2 separate regions of the Danio rerio genome follow, and region 2 is linked to region 1. Evidence: chromatin contacts called from public Micro-C data. All regions are on one chromosome and are shown on one strand. The core of a region is the stretch at or near the end of the contact, and the rest is flanking DNA. Distances in the headings are between cores, read along the strand shown. Region 1 holds the start of brd3os (BRD3 opposite strand). Region 2 holds the start of ppil3 (peptidylprolyl isomerase (cyclophilin)-like 3).

Evidence for each region. A called contact is a pair of places that touch in the nucleus more often than the background predicts.
Region 2: a Micro-C map of caudal fin shows a contact between it and region 1, with 4 times the contacts expected there. The contact joins the promoter of ppil3 here to the promoter of brd3os in region 1. A contact is called at or near these places in 1 of 18 Hi-C or Micro-C datasets (caudal fin) and 1 of 4 datasets of contacts at active chromatin or transcription factors (embryo).

What each region holds. Positions count from the first base shown.
Region 1 is chr5:70,332,384-70,338,040 of GRCz12tu, reverse strand. It overlaps brd3os (BRD3 opposite strand), which reads right to left and starts at 2,454. Exons shown (of 1, transcript XM_068221559.2): 1 at 1,747-2,454. The coding sequence starts at 2,141. The coding sequence ends at 1,887. edf1 (endothelial differentiation-related factor 1) reads right to left here. Exons shown (of 5, transcript NM_200745.1): 5 at 4,292-4,667. The coding sequence ends at 4,609.
Region 2 is chr5:70,778,780-70,784,425 of GRCz12tu, reverse strand. ppil3 (peptidylprolyl isomerase (cyclophilin)-like 3) reads right to left here and starts at 3,933. Exons shown (of 6, transcript NM_001002146.1): 1 at 3,855-3,933; 2 at 2,412-2,486; 3 at 2,208-2,301; 4 at 644-711; 5 at 198-316; 6 at 1-85. The coding sequence starts at 3,857. It overlaps lrrc8ab (leucine rich repeat containing 8 VRAC subunit Ab), which reads right to left. Exons shown (of 4, transcript XM_681083.6): 4 at 5,621-5,646.

The DNA of each region.
Region 1 (5,657 bases), core at 1,205-3,704:
TTAGCAAAAATAATTAAATACTTTAAAATATAATACACTTCAGTGTGACAACATTTTCCTGCATATTTTAAAAAGTAGACTACTCAACTCTATTTCCTCAATATTATGTTATTGGAACAAACACTTTTCTAGTATCTAATATACCTTTTATGTGAACACAATTATTAGTGAAATGAATTATGACCAGTGTTGGGGGGTAACACATTACAAGTAACATGAGTTACGTAATAATATTACTTTTCGTAGTCAACTGTTTAAGTAACGAGTACAGTAACACACTACTTTAGAAAATTGAGTAATGATATTTGAGTTACTTTTTAGTTAAATTAATTCGCTTTTAAAAACAAATTGCTGGATTAAACGCAGGAACAGAAACCAAGATGGCTTTAGCTTACATTTCTGTGAGGGAAATATTCTCATTATTCTGAACAAATGGAAAAAAAAGGAAAATAGTGTTGTTGTAATGCATGGTGATTTTTCTTCACTCATAAGGCAAAAAGTAGCAAACACATTGCTTTAACCTTACATTAATCTGTATTAGACATGGGGCGATAACCATTTTCAAGGTATACCACGGTTTTGAAAAGTCAAGGTTTTAAAACCTTTTCTGCTAAATTTTTCTGCTTTACAATTCTTACATTGCTTCAGCATCAAACTCTTGACGAAGGGCGTGTCTGAAGTTGGGGCTAAAGCGATTATCATAGCAGCGCCATCCAATAAAACAAGTCTGCAATTGGCTACTGTCTGAGCTGGAGAATTTGCATAAAGCCATCTGATTGGCTGACGCTTCCGTGGGTGGTTGAGAAATTGAAAAAGTTGCCAACTTCTGCAGCGAGCAACGCCACTGAAGCAGCGCCAACGGACCCACAATTCAGTTCGGCAACGCTTGACATCTCACCCATGCAAAGTGAATGCGAAGCATTGACGCCTCGTTTGAATGAGGCGTTTAAGGTATGTGTACGTTTTTTTTTCTGCTTTTAGGACAATGGTATCTCCAGCAGAAAAGATGTCCAAAAATGCAGTTTTAAACTAAGAAATTGTTTTTGAAACTAATGAAGACAGCAGACGTCAATTAATTATTGATTATTTGAATTATTTAGCATGGCATGCTTGATGTTACAAAATATCTGAATTTTTTGCTTTAAAAAAAAGTGTTCAAAGGAGAGAAAAGGTTTAAGTTTTTTACACAGACATTTAATAAAAACCTATTTTAGAGCAGTAATCACAATACAGTGATATTTTTATCCAAGGTTCTCATACTGTCAGAATCTTATACCAGCCCATGCCTAATCTGTATATACAGCATGTAAAGCCATCAGAAAGTTCTCAGAAGATAACATTATTTTTGTGTTTTTTAAAGATAAATGAAGGTTATACTGTGTTGTTAATTGCAGAGCTCCCCTATTTAATAAAAACGTTTTGAAAAAGCCTCAGCAAAGGTAACAAAAAGCAACTCAAAAGTAACGTAACACATTACTTACCATAAAAAGTAACGCAACTAGTTACTTCTTCATGGAGTAGCTCAATATTGCAATGCATTACTTTCTACAGTGACTTTCCCCAACACTGATTATGACAAACATGTTTTGCTTTTGACCCATACGTATAAAACAGTTTTTTAAATAAAAGTCCATGCGTGTTCAATTTTGGTTTTGGTGTTCGCAAACGCGCAAACTTTCACAGGGGTTTCAAGTCTCACGCATGTCGACCAATTCTCACGCAACACACGTTGCTATTATCACGCTGAAATCACTCAATACACATTCAACAGCTACATTTTTTCAAGTATATAATACTGTACCTATTTGTTGACTATGCTAACTAAAATACTTGATTGTCTTAGCAATTGTTTGAGGAGAGATTACACCATCATAGGTATAACCCCGTCACATAACCGCGCAAATGCGGGATTGTCCATCTCCGTCAGAGTCCTGCAGTCTCGTCTTGTCGCGCACCACCACCGCCTGGTTTCCGTAGCGGCTGTACCAGGAGCTCTGGCTGCGGCTCAGGTAGTTGCTTGGCGGCGCCTTCTGGAGCTCCAGCTGCTGCTGCTGCCAGATCAACAGCGACGTGTCCCTGAAGCGGAGCCGCGCGTAGCCCTCCGACATCGCCTTCTCGGCTAATGGACAGCGCTCCGTCATCGCGAGCTCCGGATCCAGGCGGACAGGCGTCTCGTTGAATCTGTATTCATCTCAGAAAAATCTCCTTAAGAGCTTCCATTACAGCAGGGTCGATGACAGGAGAAACGCGCTTGTGTTCGCCAGTCGATACTACTTTCCTTGGCATTTTGTTTAATGATAATGTCTGTGCTGATTGTAACGAACAGTCCGTTCATGAGGTATGATGGTCTTCTGTTGTATTCCGTATGTTTCTTGGGGGAAACTGGAAAAAAACGAAGATGGTTAAACTCCAGAAACGCCAGCGGCTGCCTGTGGCAACAACGTCCGCTTGAATAAAAATCCGACTGGAACTAACGTTACTCACGACGAGACGTCTAGTGGTTCCGCACAATGTTGCCAACTTAGCGACTTTTCAGACACCCCTAGCGACAAATTTTCAGAAAAGAGACTAGCGACAAATCTAGCGACTTTTTTCTGTGTTAATTGAGATTTTTATGGACTGTCACTTGTCCATACTTTACCGTCCCTACTTTTCTCAACGAGCAGCGGGTGATGCCGTCGGCCCCTCCCCCGCCTCAGAGCACTGACAGGCGGCCATAGATATATACACTTGATATCGCATAGGGACCCTAAGCATGCGTCAATAGCGCCGCCACATTGGTACAGTGCTCCCAGGACAAATGTCATTCAACCGCACTAGTCAAGACAGTGTTATTACGTGAAGATGCACAAAGGCAGAACATTTCATAGGTAATATTAAGTTTTTTTCTGTTTTTGTATGTTCTGAACTGTTGTGCTAATCAGGTAACGTTATTGATGACAGTCACTGCATTCACCATAAAGCAAAGCAGCTCCAACTCGCACTAAACACTCGGCTTATGCTAGTTTTGTTGAATAAAATCAGCAAACAATGCAAAAGAAATATGACAACGAGATGCTGCGCTGCCAGAAACTTGTATTATTGTCGGCTAGTAAACGAGTCGTTCATAACGGGGGATTCATTCACAAACGAATCGCTCCCTCCGTCAGTATGAGAAGTGAAAGCAGGAGAGGAGCTGTGTTTCAGGACATGATTAAATCAAATTTATCAGGGAGGGTGAATAGTACATTTCTGTACACACAAACTCAAGTTTTTTTTGTCAGGAATGGCCTGATCCATCAATGTAGAAAAGTGATGTAAAATTATAATTTTCGTAATTAGAAAAAAAAATTACATACTAACATCCAGGAAAACTCCCGATCATAGATATTTGTGTATATGTGTATATCTCTGGCTTTGGACGGCCACAGTCTTATTGACGCATTCCGTCCAACAGACAACAATAGGCCAGGCGATATCTAGTGTATATATCTGTATATAAGAAGTAACTAGTTGCGTTACTTAGGTCCTTTTATGGTAAGTAATGAGTTACTTTTGATTGAGGTAAAGTTGGTTTTATATTCGCATATTCTGACATTTTCCATTGATAATATAATCTCAGTAATTCATTAATTGCAAATTCTACATAGGGAAATCATATCCACAGCCAACACCATCGAAGTACAACACTGTCCACAGTCAATTAAATAGTCCTAATGTTGGATGTTTGTAGTCATGTTTACACGTGTTGTCAGTCTGAATATTAATTGTACCATGGTAAACAGTGTATGGAGCTGTCACTAAACTAATGTGCGATTATAAAACCAACTTTACCTTAATTTACTTTTGCCATCTTCCTTTCTGCCTACTGTATTCTCATTATCCTTGGGATTCAAACTGACAATGCTAAGTCTTGTAAAGAGTAGTAAACATGTTAGTGGTGTGCCCCGATATTCTGGACAAATTCCCTTTATCGGGCCATCATGGCCTCCCACTCATCCCCATCCACCGAATTGGCTGTATCACTATCTCTCCACTCCCCCTATAGCTGGTGTGTGATGAGTGGCATTATCCTGTGGCTGCCGTCACATCATCTAAGTGGATGCTGCACATTGGTGGTGGTGTGGAGAGACCCCCTCCTAGAGATTGTGAAGCACTTTGGGTGTATGGCCATACACAATAAATGCGTTATATAAATACACACACTACATTACATTAAGTGTGTTTTGGATGTTTTTACATTAGAAGCAAAAAAATAAAAGCTCCAAATCTCAAAATCAACATTCATGGAAAAAAGACAGAAAAAAAAAAGATTTTTGAGTGTCTCTTCTTTAATGCATCATCTGAAGAAGAAAAAAAGCAGCAATCAGAACACATCTTAGTCATTCATAGAAATAAGTTTATTTCAAAGCAGTGAGCAGGCTAAAAAAAAAAAAGATAATAATCCAAGTCTTCTTTTATCATCTGACATAGAACGTTAGATAATACGCATTTCGTGTAGGTGGTAAAATGAGTGCGTCTGGTCCACCATGAAATAGAGTAATGCAGCAATTAACAGAGATTGACTGTAAAGATCTTATTAGCACTGGGAGGTTCCAGTGGATGGTGGATCTTTCGAGGATTTTGTACTCATTTCTTGGAACAGGCTTCGAGGGGCAGCCCAATGTCTTTCCCACGCAACTTAAGGCCTAAAAATTTAAACAGAGAAAAATGATGTTATTAATTATATCAGGGGTTCCCAAACTTTTCAGCACGCGACCCCTAAAATAACAATACCAGTGACTCGCGACCCCCAATATCCTCTGAGGTGGTTATAAATACAGAAAACTTGCATGCAATGGCGCGCACACACACACACACACACACACACACACACACACACACACACACACACACACACACACACACACACACACACACACACACACACACACACACACACAAATAGACCAAAGTCTATTCTTCGTTTAATTTTTTTTTTTTTGGATGTGAGTGCTGTAAATGGGCCAGAAAGTTTAACCTGGTGTTATAAAATCAATCTGCTGCATCTGACGCTATTGTCTTTAATATAATGTAATTACCCCAGGGGTCGCAATCCAATAGAACTAGTAAATAAGCTACTATAGTAACTATAAACGACTGTTTTTTTCTCTTCAGTTGGTTATGGATAAAATATGGTAAGTCTTATGGCCTAATAATAATAATAAGTAGATTTTTGGAAATCACCAGGCGACCCCCCTTCATTGTTCTGCGACCCCTCAAGGGGTCCCGACCCTTACTTTGAGAACCACTGCATTATATGTTATTCGATGTATATTTATTAAGAACTTTGTAGTATCTACTAATAAGGAAGGTGCAGCAATTTAAAGATTATTTTACTCAACCTTCATTAAATAGATCAAAAGTGACTTCAAAAACATTATAAAACAAAAGATTTCAATTTTAAATATCTGTTAGTATTGAACTCTCTATTTAAAAAAAAAACTTAAAAATGAGCAACAATAATTAGCATATCGGAATACCCTCCTTGACAAAAGTCTTATTATCTGTCCAAGTTTTAGGAACAACAAATAATAACTTGACTTATAGTTGACCATTTGATATCAGAAGTGTCTTATATGAAAGGCAAAGACCTCTAGATTATGCTTATTTTACCAAAATATAGTATGATCATGCCT
Region 2 (5,646 bases), core at 2,684-5,183, 440 kb before region 1:
ACGGACATCATTAAGAGGACGGAAAGTCTTTTCATTTACAGGGAGTTTCTCTATTTCGTCCAGAGTTTCGAGTCCATCTATAATTCTGTAATGAAAGATGAGTTTGTGTTATAAATCATTACCACTAGTATAATTATAACAGTTTAATACTCAAATAACTATTATCTTCTATTATAAATCACTATCAAAATGCTTACTTTCCAAAAACGGTGTACTTCATGTCCAGATGAGGCTGTTTTGCATATGTGAAGAAGAACTGTGATGCATTTGTGTTTGGTCCATTATTTGCCATGGCCACTACACCGCGGACATTATGCTACAGAAGATAAACAATAAGTCAGAGATGGATAGATGACTGTGCAATTTAATCTAGCTCAGGCATGATTAACTTGCTTGTAAATATTTGTACATAAAGTGATGCTACTTTCTGCAAAGACTAGATGCATAACGCAATATTTCTACCAAACACAAATCAATGCAACCCCAAAACACTGCAGAAATAATAAAGCCATATGTGATTGAATATTATTCTTCAAGGACTCTCAGACATGAATCATCAAGCCATAAAGTTTAAACTTGTGTCTGATTATGGTACAGGACTCAGTAAAGTACCACATCATTATTCTTTATTATCAGTACATACTTTCAAATGTTCACTGAATTCATCTTCAAACTTTCTTCCCCAAATACTGGTTCCTCCTTTGCCTGTGCCTGAAGAAAAATCATAGTTGTGAATAAATCAACCAAATAATTCATACAGAATATGGTTTATAAAAAGAAAAAGAAAGGTTAACCAAGCATTCATTGATTTCACAATTGTAAAATAAAATAAAAATACAGGAGCTTTTCAAGCATCAAAACAACAAGTTAAACATTTCTGCTAGATGAAATTAATTTCACATTTTACTACAAACAAATGCGGCTACTTTTTCCAGAACATTTAACCTTTTTGAATTGTGTTCATTTTTAGCGTTTACATGGCAAACATCAAAACCAGTCAGCATTTGTACCATTCTGATGCAATGACAATATAAAAAGTTAATACTTAATTTCAATTAAAAGTGATAATTCAAGTAAAAGTGTAACTCAGCTTCTCATTTTGTAATTCTTCTACACATTTTTTTAAATACTTGTTTTGTTTTACTGAAAGTATTGAGAAGCCCAAAAGTAGATCAAACTTGGACACTAGTAGTTATAAGACACGGAATAAGGAGTCATTCAGCATCAGTGTTGACAAGTCTGCAGTTTTCCCAGGTTTTTTTTGATTATATAGTAACAGTTGGCAGGACTCTCCTGGATTTTTGCTAAATAATGACTAAAACAGCATATTTCATTTAATCTTTATAATTACTAATAAAAGTGTTTTTAAAAGAAAATGTGTGTAATGCATACAGAGATGTAAAATATATTCAAAGAGGAAAAACCACAACCAGCCGGAGGATTTGCTTTATCAGCTGTCAATTTGAAGGTAAGATTATTTTATTTATGAAAAACGAATATTTACCAATACCAATATACAGTAATTAAAAATAAAAAAAAGAAAAACTATATATTTTTTAATCCATTCAGTGATTTAAATTATTATTTTTACTTACGAGAATGGCAAATTCTGAGTTTAAGGATTGGGAGAGTTTTGATTGGCCATTGGCTAACTTTTGCTTTGAAAACCTGGCAACCCTGTTGAGCATAACAATCCATTCATTTATTTTCCTTCGGCTTAGTCCCCTGGTCACCACAGCGGAATGAACCGCCAACATATCCAGCATATGTTTTATGCAGCGGATGCCCTTTCAGCTGCAACCCAGTACTGGGAAACATCCATACACAGTCATTCACACGCATACACTACAGACAAATTAGCTTAATCAAATCACCTATAGCGCATGTCTCTGGACTGTGGGGGAAACCAGAGCACCCAGAGGAAACCCACACCAACACGCGGAGAACATGCAAACTCCACACCGAAATGCCGACTGACCCAGTCAAACTCGAACCAGCGACCCCAGATTAATAAGGGGACTAAGCCGATAAAAAAATGAATGAATACATTGTTCATGAAGACAGAACATTATTTCTCATATATGTTCACTAAAGTTATTTTAAACAATAACACAGTCACTTATATTTAATTTGCCTTAAGCTATATAAAATCACAAAAAAATGTCCCATAATGTAAGAAAGAAAGAAAGAAATCTTAGATTAGTTACCTGTTGGGTCTCCAGTCTGGACTATAAAGCCTTTTATATTTCGATGGAAAATACAGCCGTTGTAAAACCCACCGGCGCACAGTGCAAGGAAATTCTAGGGGGAAATGTCATTGGAATTAATGTAAAATAAAGATGGTACAAAAGCAACAAGGCTGCAATACAGCGATATTATGTATGTGGAAACAAGGAAAAAAGTAGTGTTACTTCACAGCTCTTCGGGGCTTTCTCACAGAACAGCTCTATTTTCATATCGCCGAGGTCTGTGTGCAGTGTGACAGCCTAAGAGATGATCAGATCAGCTTATTAATACAATAAAATTGCTGTTATTCAATTAATAGTTATCATCATCATAGGTCCCCGCCTGACTGACTACATTAAGTATTGCAAACATTATTTTATTGAGTATGAGCTAATCTCCAGATATTTCTAGCACAAAAAAAAAAAATCAGAATATTAGATAAATTCAAATTATAATTTTCCTCAACATATCAGAGCCTGGTTTTACAAAGCTGATTTTAGGAATAATTTTTTGAACTCCTCAATTCAGAAAACAGCTAGAAAATAACATTTGTTCAATTTGAGCAGGTAACATTATGTATAAACATACCCCTCAGTAAAAAAAAAACAACAACGTCAGAATATAGATATGAATAAAAGTCGGCTCTTTAAATTCAAATACCTATTGAATTTGCAAACAATACTCTTCTGAAATTACATTAAGATGAAATCCGAATATTGAGGTAAAGTGGGTTTTGTATTCCCTCATTTCGACTTTCTCATTAATTATATAACCTCAGTAAATCATTAATAGCAAATTCTAAATAGAGAATCATATCAGCAGCTAACAACCATCGAAGTACAAATTAAGGTAAAGTTGATTTTTGGGCTTTGGTCTTTCGAAAACATCCTAAATAAATTTTGAATTGTACTTTTTTTCTGCAACTTTCGTTTTCAATTGAGGAAATTGGTTGGTTTTATATTCGCACATTCGCTTAGTGACAGCTCCATACATTGTTTACCATGGTACTTTGAATATTCGGACTGTAAATAAGACTTCAAAACAACATTAGCACTATTCAAATGACTGTGAACAGTGTTGTACTTCCATGGTTGTTGGCTGTTGATATGATTTCCCTATTTAGAATTTGCCATTAATGCTTTACTAAGATTATATAAATCAGAAAGTCGGAATGTGCGCTAATATAAAACCAACTTCGCCTTAATGAAGTACAACACTGTTCACAAAGATTAAATAGTCAATTAAATAGTGCTAATGTTGATTTGAATCCCTATTTAAATCTGTTTTCAGTGCGAATATTCAAAGTATGGTACACTATGTATGGAGCTGTCACTAAACTAATGTGCGAATATAAAACCAACTTTACCTCAATTAAACACAAAAGTTACAGATAAAAGCCTAAAAACCTAAAAACTGAAAGCTACATGCAAAAAAAGTTTTTTGTTCGTCAAGCCACCGAATAAAATTCTCTCAATAAAATAATTTACCACACTGTAAGGTCAGTCTGTCCATTAAACAAATAACTTCAGAGCGGCAAAATGTTAGATTTAATATGTGGACTAAAATATAAACGACTCAAAACACTTGACTTACACGTTAATAATATAAATGTATAATAGTGATCTTACCATGTTCTAAAGAGACGAGTAAAATGATGCAAGCTCATACAAACAGCACGGTGCTACAAGCAAGCGTACCGCCTTCTGTGTTTGTGTTTCACTGTAAAACATCCGAATGTACTTAACGCTAAGAACTATGGTTCCCATTTCACACTCGCGTCTTCATAGATCTGTTTCAGTGTCTGCAGTTCGGCAGTCAAGTAAACATAAAATCAGTCTACATAAAGACAGGATTCATACACATTTTTCCTACAAGAGTTCCATGATTATTCCAGGACTTTCAAGTCAATTTTCATCATGACCTAATATTTCATGCAATGTCTACGTATACGCGATAAATCATAAGAAAAACAATAAACGTTTACATTTATTACAGCAAATCATAAAGCACGCAACAATCTCTTTAGTTTCAATTTATTTTTATATAAAATAGATGATGCTTACACAGCAGTAATGATGTGAGACCATGTTTTTTGTCAAGAAAAGAAGTAAAAACATCTAACCTCTATTTCAGCACACAGATCTGTAACTATTAACATCCTCTTAAATTAGTTTGACAAATATCGATATTTGTCAAATTAATTTAAGAGGATGTTAATATTTTGTTAAACTAGTAATAGTAGGTAAACTACATCTATTTTAAAGCCGCGATCACACTGCACTTTTTGCTCCATGGACTTCCAATTATAGGCATGCGAAGGCGGCAGACCAGAACACACAAGCACGCGCGACAAGTTTTGCATTTCATTCGCATTCGAAAGTTCAAGCTTGGTGAATTCTTACCTGTGAAATCACAGCAGGTGATTGCGTTAGACCAATAGAATATAATCTAAAATAAAAAAAATTAAAAGATGGAGCAATCGCGCAGTTTTATTAACATCTGATCATATTGTTTAACCTCACCCCTTTTCGCATACGACAGAATTTCGCAAGTACAAGCTCTAGTGTGACCGCAGTTTAAGTCATTTTGGACAAAAGAGTCTGCTAAATGACTAAATGTAAATGTAATTTCCATGACTTTTCCAAAACCTTGTGGGTTTTTCTGTTTTTCCAAAACATTTGCACGCCTAAAAAATGCCATGTCAAAATTCCATGACTTTTCCAGGTTTTCCATGACTGTATGAACCCTGTATACATATATATAAAAAACATAAACAAAACCACTTTAAGGTAAAGTTGGTTTTATAATCGCACATTCAGACTTTTTCATCTTAATTTTAATTTCAGAAAAGTATTCTTTCCTTATTCTAAACAGGGAGATCATACATTATTAGCAGCCATGCCTATTAAGGTACAACAGTGTTTACAGTCAATGAAATAGTGCTAATGTTGTTTTGAAGTCATACTTGCGTGCGATTTCAGATCATATATTCAGCATAGCGTTACAAGTTGTCACTGTTAAAAACGAACAAATGTGTGAATATAAACTTTCTCAATCAAAACTACGTGCACCATGTCAGAGATTGACCCAAATTAATCCCAGCTTCACTCCATATTTCTATTAACATCTGAAAAGAACATGTTTTATGATGCTGTTTGAAATATGCATTCTCTCAGACATCTGTGTACACGATATTTGGGTTTGTGAAACTCAACTACAGCAGTTTATGCAAGCCGAATGAAGTAACTGGAACAAATATTTGAGTTAACTGTGTAGTTTTAACATATGTTTTTAAAAAAAGTACATTGTATTTCAAATATGGGTTTTTAAATACGTTTTTATAATGAAACATCATTTGCAAATGTAATAATGGACACAAAAACAAACAAACAAAAACACTTTCAGTGACGTTTATTGACA